2 separate regions of the Gossypium hirsutum genome follow, and region 1 is linked to region 2. Evidence: chromatin contacts called from public Hi-C data. All regions are on one chromosome and are shown on one strand. Each heading gives the region's core, a stretch centred on a gene start, on an enhancer-like site or on the middle of the called end of the contact. The rest is flanking DNA. Distances are from core to core; before and after follow the strand shown.

Region 1 (4,376 bases), core at 495-2,994, 66 kb after region 2:
TTTAATTTTTCTTTTATGTTCTTTGAACTTTTCTTTCTTTTTCTTTATTTTCCATTCTCTTTTCCTTCTCATTTTATTTTCCTTCCTTCTCTATTTCTTTTAACGTAATTTTTCTATATTTTCCATTTGTTAAAACTAGTCCCTATACTTTTATTTTTTTGAAATTTTTTTTTCTTTTATTTATTTTCCTTTTCTTCTTCCCGTTTATTTTTCTCTCTTCTCATATTCTTCACTACAGTAACATAATCTTTGCCCACCAAATAAACCAAGTCCTTGTTTCTTTTACGTGATTCCTAAATTGAATTTAACTGAAAACCAAATATCAAACATTCTTAATTAAATCTTGATTTGAATATAACCTAATTTTGAAACTAAAATTGGATCTAACTAATCAATATTAAAAACCATATCCTTAATCAAATCTAAACATAAATTGGATTCTTTATATTCAAAACATTTTACTTCCGTTTTCAAACTTTTTCAAAATCGTGTAGATTATTCCTTTTCTTTTCTTTTCTTTTCTTTTCTGACAAATAAAATGAAACAAACGATAAAATTTATCTAAATCTTCTTAGATATTCCCAAGCAAGCTTGACTGGAACTCGAGCATGAATGAACCAAAGAGATAAAGGGAGCACAGAACCAAACTGGTCTGGGTAAAGTTGAGGGTAAGTTTTGTATGGTGGTTGTTTTAGTCATTAAGAGTGTAAAGCTCGTTTGAAGAATCCGTGAAACAACGTAATTTCAAGAGGGCGAGAATGTCGTAGGTAAGACAAATAATGTGGCCGTGGGGGTTGGTTAGGAGGTTAAGGGAACGAGCTCGGAAAACTTTGCTAAGGGTGGACTGCCATAAGTCACGACTGGCGAGGTCTTCGAGTGTGGTGAGCTTGTGGACTATGTCATTGAGAGATCCAAATTGGTTCATTAAAGTGATGATGGACGATGAGGGTTTGTAATTGTGGGGTGAAAATATGTGAAGCAAGTTTTACTTTACTTTAGTTTCAGCTTTCACCTTTTCTTTTTTCATAAACATCAAAAAGTTTTAACAAATGGAAAATACAGAAAAACTACATTAAAGAGATTGAGAAGAGAGGAAAACAGAGGATGAAGTAGAAGAGAATGAAAATAAAGAAAAAATGGAAAATTAAAAAAAAACATAAAAGAAAATTTTTAAATTGTTCAAAACAAAAAAAAATATAGGAACCAATTGTATAATTTAACCTAAAATTTTTGTTTGAAATGATGATTTAACTTGTCACGTTAGCTTACCATTACATTGTTAACGACAATTAACAATTCGGTGACTAAAACTTTATAACACGTTAACGTTAATGAGTAAAACGTAACATTTCAAACATAAGTGACTAAAATGTAACCTAAAGTAAACAAGAGTGACCATTTTAGTAGTTTACCCTATATTTTATACTCTATTCAAATAATAACTCTATTTTAAATTTAACACAATTTTTTAACTAATAATTATTTATAAATTTAATTTAATAATATTCATCAAAGTTTGTCTAAACTCACTTTTAATATTATAGATATATGGAAAAATATTTCAACTAAAAGTCAAAAAAATTTGTGATGCACTAAATTGGATCATTCCAATTGGCAAATCCATTTTGCTTAAGCCCAAGTCCTTCCCTAAGATTAAAATCAACTGCACAAACACCACATCCTCACCATAATAAGCCCACCGCAATTGATATTTTTAAAACAATTTTGGAATAGGATAAGAAGACAGCATATGTTGAATTTGGACACCAAGTGGACATGTTTCCGGGCCTAGATTACAATTTAACTAAGCCCATAGCTCTTTCAAATGGGCCTTAACGCCCCAATCTTTTATTTTCCTTTTTCAAAGAAACAGTCGACACAAGAAAGAAACTAACATAAACTAAAACCCAAAAGAGAAAATCTATAACTATCAGGTCCAAAGTTTTTATCTGTGGACACGTGGAATGGTGGCCTTCCTAATGTCATATAATGGTTAATGGTTAAATCTCAATTATGATCCCTCTATTTTTAGACTAGTGCGGATGCCTCGGAATAGTTGATATTTTATTGCTTTCTCCTCTGGGTTACATGTGTCTTTTTAGAAGAAATCAAAAGTTGAAGAATAAAGCACTCTGACCTGACTAAAGTTATGATCTCAGAATGAGGAATCAATCCAGGACTGCCTGCCAAGGTTATTTGATAAAGAAGTTAGTGTATTCATGAGGTTCGACAATTATCCGAAAGAAAAGAAATAAAATTCATAAATTTGCTCTCCATCTGTTTGGTGGAAGAGAAAATAAAAAGGAAACACTCATCTTCCTATTTCTATTTTGCTTTACTTAACAGAATATGTTGCTGAAATGGATGCTAGTAGCTTTTGGCAATTCAAATCTTTTGACCAACTTCATCAGGCAGCTTGACAGTAGCGTATAGCTTTTTAGTTATTTGCTGCAATGGCCGGACCCAACCACCTGTAAATAGTTTGTTCAACCACACAAAAGAAATACATTTCTAGGAATAGTGAATGACCAAAGTCTTCATCGCTTGAGTGCCTTTTTATCTAAACCAAAAAAAAAAGAAAAAGAAAAAGGAATAACATTCAGCTTCAAGCATAGCATGCAAAGCAACAACTGTCCATTATCAGCACAAGCTACATCAATAACCCACCTCGTTTCATATCCATTAAGCTACAAATAGAATGCCAATTTTAGCCTACCTTCTTTTTGTAATAACCCAAATTTACCCGGGCCTTAAAACCAAGAATAATAAATAAATAAATAAATGTTTATTTATGAAACAGTCCATTAATAAAGTCCGTTTACAAAAGCCCAAAGTTCGGGTATCTTTGAAGCCCACAATCCCTACACCCGGTTACAACCCAGTAAGCTTACCACTACCCAGTATCCGTTACACCCAAGCCCAAATACACGAGCCATACCCAAACTAGTGAGGCCTAATGCCTAAACTAAATCTGGGAACCTTAGGGTTTCCAGAAGCTTCGCACCGCAACAGACACGCCCCTTCACCTCACTCTTTAACTCTGGCCCCGAGTCATGTCGTTTCATCTCGCGTCGATCCAGCTACACACCATCAGCGCCGTGACTCCAGCGCCACATCGCGCCATAATCGGCGCATCCTCCGTCGAGATTTCTTCACTCACCTGCAAAAGGAAACAAAAGGAACAGTACCAGCAATATATGGCAAGAAATCAAGCAAACAAAAAGATACCAAAGATTTGTATTGTAAAAAGCCTATAAAGGCCGGATATCAAACAATGTAGAGAGATCTTTTTTTTGGCATATAAAAATAGAGATTCAATAAAAAAAAGAAGGGCATTTTTTCATACAGAAAGAGGGAACTACAGTCAATCGAGAAACACAAAGGTGATTTTTTTTAATGTATATATATATATATTGTAAACAGTAAAAAAGGGAAACGTACCATTCTGACTCGCGTTGGAAAAAGGAAATTTTCCAGTTTCCGATTGCCATATATGGCGGTGTAGACAAGGGCGCGTGAGCGCATACAAACCCTTGGATGGAGGCACGATGGCACTCCGGGAACTCACCCTAGGCCTTCGTTCAGAGAATTTTTCTTTGTTTTTTTTTTTTTTTGAAGTAGAGTGCAAAAATGATTTTAAAGCTTAACATTTGGCTTATATAGCCCTAACGAAGCGGTGCCGTTTTGGGTTTAACTCAATAAGCATAAAACGGCGTCGTTTCAAGGCTTAGGATCCGCGTGTTGACCCGATTACCCGGGGAGGATCCGCGTGTTTTCGTAAAGTGGGTTAATTGCCCAATTGGTCTTCTCGCCTTTTTAATTTTTTTTAATTTCATCTTATATATTTTTTTAATTTAGCTCTAATGTTCTAATTTTGTTTCAATTTAATCCTAATAGTGACTTTAAAATTGTATTTGGAGAAACGGTGTCGTTTTAGGATAGGGCAAATTGCCCAGTGAGTCCCTCGGCTTTAGTCTGTGTTCCAATTTGGCCCAATTTTCTTTATTTATTTGTGATTAAACCTAAATTCCTTAATTAAATTTAATTTTAATCCTTATATACCTTTAATTTAATTTATTTAAAATACTTTATATATATTTTTTTAATAAACATTAGTTATGTATATAATAATATATTATTTTATTTATATTATTTGTAACATTATATATATAAATTTTATTATATGTTATATATTTTTATTATATTATTTATTTTATTATATTTTTATATGTAAAATATTTGTTACATTATTATTATACATATTTCATATTATATTTCATTATATTTATTTAAGTTTTTCATTACATATATATTATCTATATTATTGTCATGCATTATTAAATATTGTATTTTAATTATATATGTATATTTTTTAA
Region 2 (4,191 bases), core at 136-2,635:
TGAAGCATGAACTTAAGGTTCATGAAATTGTTAAATATCGAATTATCGATATTGAAATCAGTTGAAAAAATGAAATGAGAAAATCAAATGAATTTGATCGATTGAACTATTGAAAGTATGAGAAAGTGAAATAATGAATTGAAATATGAATTGAAATTGAGATATCGAAATAAGGAGTGAAAATAGAATGAATAGGAAATAGTGAAATAGTGTATGAGTTAATTGAATATAATCATATGAATTAATTATAATTATTTTTATTGAAAAATGTTGGTTTAAATAATTATTGAAAGACTAATGTTACTGAATAATTGATGATTACTGAATGATTATATTAAAGTACTGAACAACTGATTGTTATTGATTGATTATGAATAGAAATGAATATTTTCTTAGAGAATAAGTTATTGAATTGAGATATAGAAATGAAATTTATGAAATAATGATTTATGAAATGGTTATTGATGAAATGCATGAAATGGATATTGATGTAGTAAGAAGATATATAAATTAAAATGAAGAAAAACTATTTAAAATACATATTATTAAATTAAAAATTAAAGTTTAAATGCATGAAAGATTTATTAAAGGTAAAATAGTGGTAAGATTTAATGTATATATATTATTTTACCTTAAGTATTTGAATTACAGTAATACCACTGGGTGTATACTCAGCGTATGGTTTATTTCCATGTGCAGATTAAGTACATGAATTTTTGAAGAGTTGAATTTTGAGATTGCAAACTTTCATTTTATCACATCTTCAAGTAACAACAGGATATATATTAAAATTTTGAATAGAATGGCATGTACTTAGGAAAAATATTAAGTATGTTCCAAGTGTCCATTTTTATGTTTTAATATATTAGTGATTAGCTAAGAATTACCTTGACACCAAATGTAATATTCCTATATCAGGTTCCTTGAGTCGAACATGAAATAGGGGTGTTACATATACTCCACAATCACAAACAATTCTTTTCTCCACTCCCAATGTCAAAAGAAAATAAAAGTTACATCTTTAGAAATTTAAATTCATATCATAACATATAGATAAAAACACCCTGCCAAGTGCATATCGAATCACATTAATTTTTCAAAAAGAGATTTAACAACTAAATCGAACATCAATTTGTTGGAATCCTTTCAAAAACAAAGATCAAAGATTTGATTTCTTTCATATCTATTTTATTGTTTATGTTCGGAATTAATATTTGATGCACGAATAGTATATAATTTCATGCACTATTAATGAACCGGATTATTACAAATGATTTAAATATATTTAAAAATATATTTTCATTTTTAAAATGATATTCTATAATTTAACTTATTAACAATAGTAGACTATTAATAAATCAAATATAAATCCATAAAACAAAATCAGACTAATTCCATAAATAAATGCAAAACACACCTAAATTTAGTTTATAAGGGCCAACTAAGGCCCACTTAAGCCCATTATTGGCTTATATTAGTTAACAATGGGGCTTTTCATGGGAGTCAACAAAGATCAATTAACCGCGTAAAGAACCAATTCTTTCCCTTTCCTGAGGTTAAAATCTTCAAAATCAAGTCTTTGCAATTGCTTTTCTTTTGAAGTTAGGGGACTTTTCTGGAACTGGTTTAAGATCTCATCTCAGTGAACAATGGTATGTTCTTCATATTTATCTCTACCATTCAATTTACTTTGTTTTAATCAATAATTATACTCCTCTTTCTTCTTCTTTACTATTATTGTTAAAGATTAGGGTTTAGTTTACTGCCTACTGTTTGGTAAATTTTATTTTGGATTGAATTGTGATTTTTTTTGTTTTATAATAAAATGAAATGGATGAGATATGTGGTGAATTAGCAGGACGTGGAAATTTAAAAAAAAAAATCGGTGATGTCTGTAAATTGCAGCAATTATGGATGAAACCCTTTAATTTGAAGATTCCTTTAACTTGAGCATAATATTTTCTTTGTGTTTGACTATTTATGGCTTGCTCAATTTGGAAATATCTATGTTTCTCCGGATCTTCATTTTGCTTGAAGTATCAGTGCCTGAAACCTTTATCCGACACATATTTGGATAAGAATCTTGGTAAAAAGAAAAATGCATCTGCACTGTAATAGCATCTGACACTCGCACTCGAGTCTGATTAACATAACCAAGTATACGTGGGATGATGTTGTAAGACTTTTATCCAACTAGAATTGGTTTTGATCATGTCTTTAATGAATGTTTGGTCAGGCTAGTCTTTACAGAGGGGCATCAAGGAAAGACAAGCAGAAGGGAAGACACCATGGATTAAGCCAGCAGAAGAGGCAAGAGATTAAGGAAGCATTTGAACTGTTTGACACTGATGGCTCAGGTATGGAATGGGTCGTTTAATACAGGTGTTATATATGATGTGTGGTTGGCATTTTTACTAAATTATAGGTTTGAATTTGCTGGCCAGGTACCATTGATGCCAAAGAGCTGAATGTTGCTATGAGGTATGAGTATTTATGCGTGATATTTCGTGTTTTTAAATAGATTTTTTAGTTGATATCTTCACATTGTCACTGAAAGTTTTAGCATTACAGGGCTCTTGGTTTCGAAATGACAGAAGAGGTAAGTTTTTGTATTTTCCTTTTTATATCTTGCAATAGATAGCATATTAATGTGATTATATTGGAATCCTTATGTTTCGATCTGCTGTTTCACAACAGCAAATCAATCAAATGATTGCGGATGTTGACAAGGATGGCAGTGGTGCCATTGACTTTGATGAATTTGTTCACATGATGACTGCCAAGATCGGGGAGAGGGACACTAAAGAAGAGCTTATGAAAGCATTCCAAATCATTGATCAAGATAACAATGTAAAAATCTGTTTTTTACCTGTTTATTTAGAAAGGATGTTGTTAGCTTTTTTCTGTAAGATTGATTCTTCATTCATTTTGAATTCAGGGAAAGATATCTGCTGACGACGTTAAACGCATTGCAAAGGAGCTTGGTGAACACTTCTCCGAAAAAGATATTCAGGACATGATTGAAGAAGCAGACCGAGATCGTAAGCTAGCCTTTCTTCTTGAATCTCGATACAGTAGACTTTGACTTTTTACTTTACAATTTTGCTCCAGACGATTGTAATGCTTGGATGTCATTCACATTTTACTTTCTCGAACCTTGTTTGGTATCCCATTATAATGTTGAGCTTACCAGGAGTGAGCATTCAATTTACCTTACACTGGCCTAACCAAAACCGAGCTTCCAAACTGAATAAGACCAAAACTGATTAAACAGAACCTATTTAATCGAATTGCTTATGTCTCGGACAGTTTTGTTAGTTAACCCCAATCTTGCATACCCCTAGAGCGGACAAGATTTTGTTCTTTACATAACACGTTAAATCTCATCTCTGTTGAAACAAACATGATAATCAATGTTCAACCGGTGAATGCAGATGACGGGGAGGTAAGTATTGAAGAGTTCATGAGGATGATGAAGAAAACTACATATGGCTACTAGAAGTTTGACTTATGGCCGGAGGGAGTGTTTGATCGCAGCCATGCGGTAGCTGTAGCTGCAGCTGTAGCATTGTTGTATAAATAAACTAAAAAAAACATGTTGTGTATGGATATATGTAATGGGATTGAATGTTTCTCCATGACTTTTAATTATGTTGTTCTTCTCTATTATTTAATTTTTTCGTACCGAAATAGAAGAGTAGAAGTTTTGGTATCAAAGCCTTGCATCTACAATGGTAATATCATATTTGCCAATCAAGTCACTGTAAGCATAAATCAATCCTGCATGTATACTTTTTAATCAATCTCTCCAAGCAGCAATGCTTTATTAAGTATACCCATCCTGCGTAGGCCTAGACCACCTTGGACCTTTGGGAGCATTCAAGGTGGATCTTTTTCTTGTTATCTTCATGTTTCCAACTGAAGTTCCTTATGATTCTTCTCTATCATGTTTGAATTAATATCTTGTAGGCTTTGTTTGGCCCAATGTCCCGTGATGATTTATATAGTGATGGCAGGCGCAGCAGTATATTTGCAATTATTACAACCTTTGTATTATCTAAATTCATTTATTATACATATTAAAACCTACACCAACGGTGAATAGAATAATTTTTTAATATCTAAAAGAAACTTAAAAAGAAAAAGGAATTTAAATAAGGGAGTTGTTAAGCATTTAAAAGATCTTGTCTA

The links. A called contact is a pair of places that touch in the nucleus more often than the background predicts.
Region 1: a contact with region 2 is called in a Hi-C map of hypocotyl, with 4 times the contacts expected there. The contact joins the enhancer-like site here to the promoter of LOC121208288 in region 2. A contact is called at or near these places in 13 of 34 Hi-C or Micro-C datasets (anther, callus, cotyledon and 4 more).

Annotation. Positions count from the first base shown.
Region 1 is chrA10:18,240,342-18,244,717 of Gossypium_hirsutum_v2.1, forward strand. No RefSeq gene overlaps it. Among protein-coding and RNA genes, the nearest start is that of LOC107914416, 23 kb to the left of the region's middle. Within about 2 kb of position 1,745, at least 3 of the 9 cell types and tissues checked have an H3K27ac peak or open chromatin away from gene starts, as enhancers often do. A contact at or near this core is called in hypocotyl and leaf, where this site is marked.
Region 2 is chrA10:18,174,308-18,178,498 of Gossypium_hirsutum_v2.1, forward strand. LOC121208288 (caltractin) reads left to right here and starts at 1,386. Exons shown (of 7, transcript XM_041078839.1): 1 at 1,386-1,652; 2 at 2,237-2,357; 3 at 2,445-2,481; 4 at 2,572-2,599; 5 at 2,698-2,850; 6 at 2,939-3,041; 7 at 3,435-3,651. The coding sequence starts at 1,650. The coding sequence ends at 3,499.